2 separate regions of the Gossypium hirsutum genome follow, and region 2 is linked to region 1. Evidence: chromatin contacts called from public Hi-C data. All regions are on one chromosome and are shown on one strand. Each heading gives the region's core, a stretch centred on a gene start, on an enhancer-like site or on the middle of the called end of the contact. The rest is flanking DNA. Distances are from core to core; before and after follow the strand shown. Region 1 holds the start of LOC107913337 (protein NOI4). Region 2 has its middle 6.8 kb from the start of LOC107913336.

What was found. Hi-C and Micro-C count contacts between places; a contact is called where the count stands out from the background.
Region 2: a Hi-C map of leaf shows a contact between it and region 1, with 3 times the contacts expected there. The contact joins the enhancer-like site here to the promoter of LOC107913337 in region 1. A contact is called at or near these places in 2 of 34 Hi-C or Micro-C datasets (leaf and seedling).

Annotation. Positions count from the first base shown.
Region 1 is chrA13:92,162,696-92,168,706 of Gossypium_hirsutum_v2.1, reverse strand. It overlaps LOC107913337 (protein NOI4), which reads left to right and starts at 3,541. Exons shown (of 3, transcript XM_016841891.2): 1 at 3,541-3,697; 2 at 5,306-5,488; 3 at 5,626-5,909. The coding sequence starts at 3,692. The coding sequence ends at 5,670.
Region 2 is chrA13:92,393,290-92,399,300 of Gossypium_hirsutum_v2.1, reverse strand. No RefSeq gene overlaps it. Among protein-coding and RNA genes, the nearest start is that of LOC107913336, 6.8 kb to the left of the region's middle. Within about 2 kb of position 3,415, at least 7 of the 9 cell types and tissues checked have an H3K27ac peak or open chromatin away from gene starts, as enhancers often do. A contact at or near this core is called in leaf, where this site is marked.

The DNA of each region.
Region 1 (6,011 bases), core at 2,292-4,791:
GGGATTTGGTTGTAGGTGTTAGGAGGATGACCCATCTAAATAGAATAATGAATGCGGAGGCATTTGCATCACCCATATGAAGGTGTTTAAATCCTATAAGGCAATGAGGATTAGTAAAAAGAAGAGCTCCCCGATGGCCCCTTGTGCGATCCCTCATGTGACGGTGGCCTATAGATCGACGGTCCACTCGGAGTAATCAGGAATAGAGATGAATCGGGCCATGCATTCTAACCTGCCATAGGACTGGAAAAAGGAAACATATAAGGGTTAGGATACATAAAAGGGCTAGGATACGCACCTGACATAATCTGAAAAGGCTGTGATGTGGGTGTCGTCAGTTGAAGTATTGGGCCCGGTGACTGTGTTAGCACTATTGATGGGCCTGGTGATTGTATGAGCGCTGTTGATGGGTCTAGTGATTGTGTGGGTACTGTTGATGAGCCCGCATCGTTATCCCTTCTTCTTGGATTTAAATGGCCCTGTCGTTCCCTTTCAACATAAATTTGCCATTACCTCTCATCTTTTGACAGTAAATATGGCTTGTCATGGATCCTAAACCATGGTATGTATTCCGGCACGCACGCTAACTCTGGAACGATGATTGATTCCCGAGTAGGTATGTAATCATACCGATTTTCCTACATTTCAATATATGCTGAACAATATCTCAGCCAATCCGTATGCAACTGTTGTAAGTCAACTTCGTTTTCATCATCGAACACTTCAGGTGTCATAAGAATCGGTTGTCGGAATCCAAATTGCCGTAATACTCTATCCGACTGATGCATCTCTACGGTGGCATAGTTGACCAATGGGACCTTCACATGCCAAATGTTCGGATTTTGAAAGTATTCATCCGGAATTACTGCCCGAATTGTCTAATCCTCGTATGGTGTCCATTGAAACTATATGAACATGATAAAAAATATTAGTTATATACAGAATACTAAATACTAAATACTAAATACGAATCGACTATTTTATTATGTATATCTATTTTATTTAATACTTACTTGTGTTTCCGACCGTTGGTCTAATAGAAGCCGTATATCTTCAAGAGAGGTAGGTAATCCAACATAAATTGCCGAACGGTTCCACCTAATTAAATAAATTTTTAGCATACGATTATATTTTAAATCTACGTAATAATTGTAAAATCTAATATAAAATTTACCTCGTTATGAGTGGTAATGTATATGATTGGTCCACTCGAGGACTTAAAAACTGAAAGCGAAACCGTGCCCATGATTGCGGTAGTGATAGGCAACCTCCGATTTTGGCTTTATTCGGTCGCGTCGCCCTGCACATCTCTTGGTACAATGTTGCCAACACGGCAGATCCCCAACTAAATTCACCAGCTACTCTAAAATCAATGAGTTTCAGCAACTATCTCAGATGTACGAGGTTTCGTGACAAGTCCGGCATCAGATAACCTACAATTATCTCAAGAATGTATGCCTGAGCATATCGTATTCTTTCTAGTTCAGTCGAATCATTATCCGGCTTTAAGAATGTGTCTCGTAACCAGCCCATCTCGATCCGACCTCCGTTAATATTATTCGGAATAGTACCCAAAAGCTCGTAGCATATGGCTCCCCAATCAGTAGATTGAGTGGACCCGGCGACTGCGTACCCATCCACCGGCAATCCCAATTGCAAATGCATGTCTTCTAAAGTGATAGTACACTCTCTGCATGGAAGATGGAATGTGTACGTCTCGGGTCTCCACCTCTCTATCAATGCACTAATGAGTTTCGAGTTCAACTTGCACCCTAGGCCTATCATGGCCACGTGCCAAAAACCCGCTTCCCGCAGGTAATTCTCTATCAATGGTGATGGAGGACCAGATATATTATGGATATAGCATTGCAACACCCGATCTACAGACTTTTATAAAAAATTATAAAATAAAAATGAATTAAAATTGCATAAATAAATAAAAATCTTAAATAATATTGAAAAATTAAATTTAACACTTACCATTTTCATTTGTTTGACGGAGTTGTGTTTATTATCAAGACGAATTAATTCTCCTGCCATTGCTAACAAGATCGAATATTTTTATATTTTAAAAAATTATTCAGAAAAAATTTAAATAGAGCTTTTTTACAAAAATTAAAAAGAGCTTTCAGAGAAATTTGAGAGAAATTTGAAAGAATATTGAAAGGATGAAACGGGGGTGTTATAGTTTTTCTTTTTACCGTTGGGGGTTCAAATGGTCAAAAAAAAGGACCGTTGGGGGAGGGGGTAAAACGGGCAAAACGCTCCCCCAAGGACGAGTTTTACTGACATGTCACCTGAAATCGCGCTGACGTGGACGGAATTCAGCCCTTTCTGGTAAATAATAAAAATATTGGCCCATTTCCATAAATATTAAAAAAAGACTTTATCTTGTAAATTACCCAAAAATATATATATACGTATTAACACAAAAATAATTTTTGTTTATATGGGATGGCTGAATCTATAATGCTGCCTTTTATTACCCCTTTTTTCCTCTCTCAAAAGGGAAAAAGAAAAACCCCTCAAAGAAAAAGAGGAAAGAATATCTTTGACAAAAATATATATATATATATATATTATAAAGAGAGAATCTTATTGTATCTTCTACTAAAATTAAAGAATATATAAAAAATCAAACTATTTTCATTGGCTATAATGAGCATCTTTTATATAATTTAATCAACAACTAGAATTGACATTTGCATCTAATTTCTCATAAATAAAACAACTCATACTTTTATTAGCTTCCAACTCAATTTCTACATTTCCAACTTCACGTTTTTTTAGTTTTATAATCAAATCCAATTTTTTTTTTTATTTTTATTTGGTACACTAATTTGTGCCAAAGTTTTTAACTTGAAAAAAATTGTTATTAAATTAATAATCCTCTACTACTAAATATCAAAACAAATACTTTCTTCAAATGAATTTTGTTTTTAAAAAATAAATTTATTAATTTATTCAATGAATAGAACCATATAATTAAAATAAAAAAAATAATAAATAAGAATAAAAAATTTATTTGATTTAAAAATTAGAAACTTTGATAAATTTAAACGGATTTTTTATTATGTTAATATTCATTGCAATAAATAAAATAGAATTTGAACCAACCCTAAAAATAAAACAAGTCCCATCTATTTATTCATGTATCTCTTAAATGATTTTGAAATAAAATTTCAACACGCATGAATAAAATAATTTCATGAAAAATAATCAATCAAAAAAAATTATTTTTAGATAATTTAAAATTTGAAAGGTTTTGAATCATTATACTATATTTTAAAAATATCAAAATTAGTAATTACTTTTTTTAAAGAAAAACAAATTAATTAAATTAATCCTCAAAACTCTAAATTGGTGAACAGCGCCAGCAAATCATTTGTCAACATCTGTCACCGCGCCGTTTGCCAGCTCATCTTACCGTTCCCCGTTATTTGTGCACCTTCCACGTCATCATTCACGGTTCCACTGACGGCTCAATTTAACCCTTCCGTTAACCGTCAAAGCTAACGTGGTTTACCCCAATTCCGTTATATATTATTTTTTTCCTGTCCTTCCTCGTTTCTAATTCACATTTTCTCGTCTAAAAAATTTCATTTTTTTTCCTTTCTCTTTATAAGCTATCATTCTCTCTCTCTCTCTCTCTCTCTCTCATTACGAGAAGGGGTTTCTCTTTCAAGAATTCATGTCGGTATGTAATCACTTTTTGTTTTTGTTTTTAAAAAATCCGTTTAAATTTGTTGAAAAAAAGGTTTAGTTTTGTTGTTTGGTTTGATTTTCTTGTTTGTGATGGTTTTGAGCTTTTGAGATTGTTTTGATTCATTTGTTTTTGGGTTTTTGATTCTTGTTTTTATTGTATTTTCCCTTTAAAAAAGAATCAAGCTTGATGTTGTTGCTAATCATAGCGTTTTTTTAAAAGGCACGTTTTTAGTGTATTATTAAAAATTTACCCTGTTTTATATGCTTTTTTGTTTCTGTTTTTCTTTGACGAGTTTTGCTGGAAACTGGTTTTGAGCTTTTCCTTTTATTTAAACTGATGAATTGTATACCATTTGAGCGAGTTCCTTCTGTAATAGCATGATTTATGGTGGGAAATTTGTTTTCTTTTTAAATGTAATTTTATTCCATTAGAACTTTGGAGGATGGAAGTTAGATTCATATTGAATGAAAATGGAATGCATTAGGAAATGGCTGAGTTAGAATATTGATTAGCTTTTTTTGGGAATGTTTTGATGCTCTAATAGCTTCATCATTGATGTCATAAGCCTATAAGTTTGTTCATGTTCTGAAGTGAATGAAATTTTCTATCCACCACATAATTAGAGAGTTCTTTCTGAGATCTATGGCAATGATTCTCCCCAAAGTTGTGACCTAATTTATGCTGGGATTTCCATGAATTGATATAATTTTGATTGTTAGCATATGTCACTTCGAGTTCGACTTTTTGGCCGATTCCTTTTTTATCTTGTTTTTAAGATAAGCGAAGCTTTTCACTGCATTTCATGTTATATGCTTTTATATGGTAACTTTTTCATTTCCTTAAATGATTATTGTGATTTGTACAATTATTGCTTACTGTAAAGATTCTGCTTTACCTGTGTAATTGGTTGTATTGTTGCTATCTCGGTTTGTCTTTTTATTTTCACTGTTGTACCCACCAAGCATCTCCCTGTGAATAATAATAGTCACCAGTCAGTCATTGTATAGTTGTATAAAACAGTTTGTTTCATGAACCATTTATGATTGTTTTTGTTAGGCATATCCTACTTTTAAGAAATATTGAATGCTTGTAATCTTAGACCCAGTTTTATTTTCGGTTTGTGTAAGTGATCAATAACCAGTGTTTGGTTAATTTTAAACATGGACCAAGGTCTGTTTAGGCCCTACAAATGAGATATAATAATTCAAATTCAAAATGGTACCTGACTGCGGAAAGATCGCCTTCCGCATTGCTAAGCATGACAATTGATTTTGCAGTTGTTAAATAAAGTATTCTTTTAAGCTGAAACTGATGTTAGAGCCTGCTAGTGTCAAGGAAACTTTTCTGGCATTTAGAGGTCGGATTGTCTCAGTGATGTTATTTCTATTTGTAGTTTAGCTAATGAAGTGGTTGCTTGTTCGGACCAAAATAGATCGACCATTGTGTTTTGATTTCAAGAAATTTACAAGTCTATAATGACCTGGAAGTGAAAAACATCCATCTGTAGTTTGCTACTCTGATGTTTTGTATATCTATCTACCTACTGTGATCACAAGGACCTTCATTTGAGCGTTAAACTTTTTCTTTTTTCCCTGATAGGAAAAGGGTCGGCCTTTGCCAAAATTTGGTGAATGGGATGTCAATGATCCTGCATCAGCTGAGGGATTTACTGTGATCTTTAACAAGGCGAGGGACGAGAAGAAAACAGGTGGCAAACCCGAATCACCATCAGGAGGTGATCCTCATCTTAAGCCTGGAGCGGATCCCAGCAAAACCCAGCCTGTAAGTAATCTCTAACGTAGGAGTGACTCATAATCAACGATAGTTTGTGTGAATGTGGCACCATTTTCATCATTATGATTGTTACAGACTGTTACTATTCTCGATTTTTATGCTGACATGATGGTTTGTTTCCCCAGAAAAAATGGCTTTGCTGCATGCACGCCCCGCCTGCGGAATCTTGAAGTGATCCTGCCCGTATAAGAGCTTTTCCACAAGTATGTTCAAAACCCCACCAACCTAAACAAGATAGAACCTATGGGGCTGAATAAACCCTTCTATATATATATATTACTTATTTTTATATATATTTTGTGGTGTAAAATTAAATTTTGGTGGGATGAAATGAAAGAACAAAGAATGTATCTATATATGTACTGAATTGATGGGTTTTATATTATTAGAAGCGGAGTTATTTCTTGTCTTTGATATGTTATGAGAGTTATTGGCGGTTGAGACTAGGAGATTCAAGCTTAAGCTATAAATATTTTGATTTAGACTCTGACTGTTACATAATTTTATCAAC
Region 2 (6,011 bases), core at 2,166-4,665, 230 kb before region 1:
ATTTTGCATGCAGCAGCACTTGTGTGCTTAAGGCCAACAAGTTATAATAAGTACTCCCCATTACAATTGGCTTTTGGTTAGGAGCCAAATAATTCCCATCTTAGAATTTTTGGATGTGCAGTATATATTCCAATTGCTTCACCACAACGCACAAAGATGGGTCCTCAAAGGAGGTTGGGAATATATGTTGGTTATGAATCTCCTTTTATAATTAAATATGTTGAACCATTAACTGGAGATTTATTTACTACACGATTTATTAATTGTCATTTTGATGAAACAACATTCCCAAATTAGGGTAAGAAAAAATACAACTGGTAAAAGAAATTACATGGAATGGATCATTATTATCTCAATTAGATCCTCATACAAGTCAATATGAACAAGAATTTCAAAGGATTATACATTTGCAAAACATTGCCAATCAGCTGCTAGATTCATTTACTGACCTAAAGAGAATTATAAAATCTCACATTCCAGCTGAAAATGCTCCAATACGATTTGATATCCCAATAAGGCAAATTGTTAGTGCAAAAGAAAGTAATCCACGCCTGAGCGTGGAAGGCCAATCGGTTCTAAAGATAAAAATCCTCGTAAAAGGAAAGGAGCAATTATTCAAGATGGTAATATTGTGGAGGCAAGTACCCCAGAAGAGGCCAAAGATATAACTAATCAAAAAACCCCAGAAGAGGTTCAGGTACCTGAAAATGGTGATAATGAAGAAATCTCAATAAGTTATATTACTTCAGGAAAAAGATAGAACCAAAAAAATATAGTTGCCAACAACAATTTTGCTTATAATGTTGCTATTGAAATAGCAAAAGAAAATGAGGATCCTGAGCCTAAATCTATTGAGGAATGTAGAAATAGAAAAGACTGGCCAAAATGGAAAGACGCAATTCAAGCAGAATTAAATTCACTTTCTAAACGTAAGGTTTTTGGACCTATAGTCCAAACCCCTAAATATGTAAAGCCGGTAGGATATAAATAGATATTTGTACGAAAACCAAATGAGAAAAATAAAGACGTAACATATAAATCACGGCTTGAAGCACAAGGATTTTTGCAAAGATCCAACATTGATTATGAAGAGACATATTCTCCTGTGGTGGATGCAATCACGTTTAGATACCTTATTAGTCTGGCAGTATGTGAAAAACTTGACATGTGTCTAATGGATGTTGTTACAGCCTATTTGTATGGTACACTTGATAGTGAAATTTATATGAAAATCCTAGAAGGATTTAAAATTCCTGAAGGATATAGAGTTTCCCAGGAAAATTTCTCAATCAGATTAAAGAAAAGTTTATATAGATTAAAACAATCTGAACATATGTGATACAATCGTCTTAGTGAATATTTGTTAAAAGAAGATTATAAAAATGATCCAATTTACCCATTTGTTTTTATAAAAAAGTCTGAATCAAACTTTGTGATAATTGTTATTTATGTTGATGATCTAAATATTATTGGAACTCCTGAAGAGCTTCAAAATGTAGTAAATTATTTAAAGAAAGAATTTGAGATGAAAGATCTCGGAAAAACAAAATTTTATCTTGGCCTACAGATCGAGCATTTAAAAGATGGAATTCTTGTCCATCAGTCAACTTATACGAAAAAGATCTTAAATAAATTTTATATGGATAAAGCACATCCATTGAGTACCCCGATTGTTGTACGATCGTTAGATGTGAATAAATATCAATTTTGTCCTTGTGAGAATGATGAAGAGTTTCTTGGTCCTGAAGTACCATATCTAAGTACCATAGGAGCATTGATGTATCTTGCAAATAACACAAAACCTGATATAGCTTTTGCTGTAAACTTGTTAGCAAGATTTAGTTCTTCTCCAAAACGTAGACATTGGAATGGAATTAAACATGTATTTAGATATCTTAGAGGGATCATTGATATGGGGTTATTTTATTCAAATGATTCAAAATCCCTATTAGTTGGTTATGCTGATGCTGGATATTTATCGAATCCACATAAAGGTCGATCTCAAATGGGATATTTATTTACATGTGGAGGTACTACCATTTCATGGCGTTCGACAAAGCAAACATTAGCTGCTGCCTCTTCAACTCATACTAAAATAATTGCAATGCATGATGCAAGCCGAGAGTGTGTTTGGCTAAGGTTATTAACCCAACATATCCAAAAGATATATAATTTGCCTTTTACAGGAAAATATTCCAGCTATCTTATACGAAGATAATGCAGCATGTATAGCTCAATTAAAGGGTGGTTATATCAAAGGTGACAGAACGAAACATATTTTACCAAAATTATTCTTCACTCATGATCTTGAGAAGAAAGGTGACATAGAAGTTCAAAAAATTTGTTCTAGTAATAATTTAACAGATCTTTTTACCAAGGCATTGCCAACTTCAACATTTGAAAGACTACGAAATAATATTGGAATACATCTACTAAAAGATATAATGTGACATCGTCATTAGGGGGAGTCTAAAACACATTGTACTCTTTTTCTTTAACCAAGGTTTTGTCCCACTGGGTTTTCCTGGTAAAGGTTTTTAACGAGGCAACTTGTAATATGAGATTGTGTACTCTTTTTCCTTCATTAGGTTTTTATCCCACAGGGTTTTTCCTAATAAATTTTTTAATTAGGCACATTCTTACTTAAAAGATATCCAAGGGGGAGTGTTGTAAATTAAATGGATGTCTATAACCCCCTAAGCATATTAAAGTAATGAGATAAAACTTTTTACTTCATTTATAATCAAGAGATCATTAAATGGAGTAATTAAGAAAACCTAGTTCATTAAATGTAATACATTTATTAATTGAATGTAAATGAGCTTATAAATAGCACATTGTAAGTGAAAATACGACAATGAAAAATTCTCTCGTATTTTCATCCACTTTTATTTATTGTTTTATTAATTTTTCTATAACAGTAATATTAAAATGATGATATGTCTATTAATGTGGCTTGCCACTTGTCGCACTATGAACTTCTCCGTCTATGATTGTTTCTTATTTTACATGAAAGTTTTTTTTAGAATAGGTTAATTACAAAAATAGTTATTTATATTTGTTTAAGTTTACTCTTTGGTCACTGATATTTTAATTGTTATAATTTGGTTATTAACATTGTCAATTTATAACAGTTTATCATTGTGCCATTAACCAAGGTGTAATAGAAATTAGACATGGCACAAATTGTTTCGTTAAATACTGATGTTGCTTCCATTTCATCGCCATATAATTTAAACAAATTATAACCCTTTATTTTTTTTTTACTTTATTTTATTTTTGGTAAACTACAAAAAAACCCAAATGCCAATAATTACTTACAATCTCATCTCTACCAAGCCCCCTGGTAGCACAACCATCTTTTTGCTTTCACCCTCACCACTACTATCACCACCATCATAACTCCACCGGTTCTTTGACCACTGTCTCTTTCAACTTTCAAACTCACTTTCTCGCCACCAACCCATGGTCATCGTTGCTCTCCCCTCAACCCACTCTTGACCTCAGCGACACCCACAACCTTCCACCCTTACCCTCCATTGCTTTACCCATCACCATCTCTCAAACTCACATAACCCCTAAAACCAACAATCATTTACCATCAAGCAACAACAAAAAAAATCAAGAAAAAAGAAGAAGAGCACTCCGCTACATATTTGGTGGTTTCCAAGATGTTTTAGGACAATCTCGAGGGTGAAGAAAGGAATTCCGATGCGGAGAATATCCTACCTCGAACCCAGGGAGATTCAACAGATGGATTTATATATTAGAGGCGTTAAGGTTCGAAAATGGGTTTCAAGATTCGAAGATCTTGAGTAGCTTTTCATGGAATATGACTTAAGAAAGGGAGCGAGGAAGTGTGATGTGGTATATTTTTCGAAAAAGAAAATAGAAGAAGGAGAAGAAAATTAGAGAATGAATAGAAAGAATTGAGAGATGGGATAAATCAATTCATATGTAATTTCATAATTTTAGCATCCAAAGCATGCTGCGTATAAGAAAGGAGAGAAAATCAAAACAGGTGTACAACCCGTATTTTGTGGATCATTAGGCCAGCTCCTCTACGCAGTGTTTCATTATTACACTTGGTGAAACATATCCTTTAGACAAAAATAAATAATAGAAATAAAATAAAAAAAATAATAGGACTTAAAACCCAAAATAGTTGTTGCATAAATCGTTCCATATCAACTACCTCTTGCCCAAAATAAGATCCTTGTCCTCAAGGATTGAAGGTTGAAACACGCTATCCCAGATCTGGTAGGTCCTCTTAAGTTGAATTATTAGTAAATGTATTTGTACATTGGACTAACACCTGAGTCACAGCTTGTGAGCCCTTCTTAACCATCCTTCGGTCCAAAACATAAACTGGTTTCTTTGGTAGAGTCCCATCAAGTCCCATATGAGGTAGGCCTAGTTGACTAGAAGACTTACCTATATGTTTCTTGAATAATGAGACGTGGAACATATGGTGAATTTGTGCTCCAGCAGACTTCAGGCTATAAGCTGCCTTGCCAATTTTGGCCTCCATCGGATAAGATCCATAGAACCGAGGAGATAACTTTTGGTTCAAAGTTTTTCTAAGAGTATGTGATAATAAGTGTAACACCTCATACTTGACATGATTTCTGGACCTGGTTATGAAGCGTTACAATGGATTAGGTTCACCTATACTTAATGAATCTATGCTAACATAACTGATATTAAACAAACTATGTAAATAACCTAATAATAAAATAATAATAATTCTTACAACCAAGGCCCTAGCCACTGAATAATATTGGTTTTCAAATTTCTGTTGCTAATCAATATGTTTGCTTACAAAGAAATTCTTAAAATTTAGCTAAGGACTATCTGTCTTGAAAATCCAGATTCTAATTGTGCTATTTGGTTTCGTTGCTAGTGATTTTGAGGTGAAGCCTCCAATAGTATCCTATTCCTATGTGCATGACTTGATCAACAACGATCCCCGATCTCCGCTCCATCTGGCTTGGTCCCTCCTCTGAGTCCTCAATCACCTTCGCAAATCCTGCGAACAAAAGCCATCCACTTGTAAGTTTGATTGAACATAGTGAGTTCCTTCACTGCACCATAATTAAACCCTATCATATGAGGGTAGCAAATTTAAAATATAATAAACATAAATCAATTGCCTGCTCGTCCAAGGCGACTTTTCTTTATCAGGGTGGCGGACTCCACCTGTAACACCCCAAACCCGGCCTAGGCATTTTGGTCTAATCTAGAAATGTCACAGAGAATGTGTTTAGTTACGTAAGATCATTTCATTTATTTAACTCATATACTTTATGTCTATTTTTGAAAACGTTATTTAATTAGTTTATTTGCCAAAACCTATTTTTACAGTAGAAGCCTAACAAACCGATACATTTTAGAAATCCAGTTCGTATTTTTAGAAAAACCTCTTTTGCGTAAAAATCGTTGATTTCATAAAATAATTTTGCAAGGCATGCAAATTATTATCAAGCCAAAAATCAACAGTTAAAAATCATAAAGTCCAAAGAGTCCCAGAAATTACAAACTTTCAGAATAAAACCAAAACCGTAAATAAAACCATAAATTAAATACTTAAAATGGTTTACGATCAAGTGATCACCGCTAAGTCTCCACCACACCGATCCGCCTAAGTCTGTGGATTACCTATATAGAACAGACAATAGAGGCGAGTTTTCGTTAACTCAGTGTGTAACCCAATGGAATTAAGCATGCAAACATACAGAGTCATGTACACAGTCAGATATAGATTTAGATTTAGATCACAGTCTCAGATAACAGATTTAGATTCAGATGTTCAAAATCCTACCCTCATGCTCTACACACCAACTCCAACCATCCCATCACACCATGTGGGGTTAAAAGCACTCACCCATCCCTACACACCACATGGTGCCATTAAGACACATATCAGAATATATGCAGCCAAGCTACCAGAGTATAGGCGATTAACGCCAAACAGAATACTTCCTTCTCATATACAAATCACACTGCAAAAC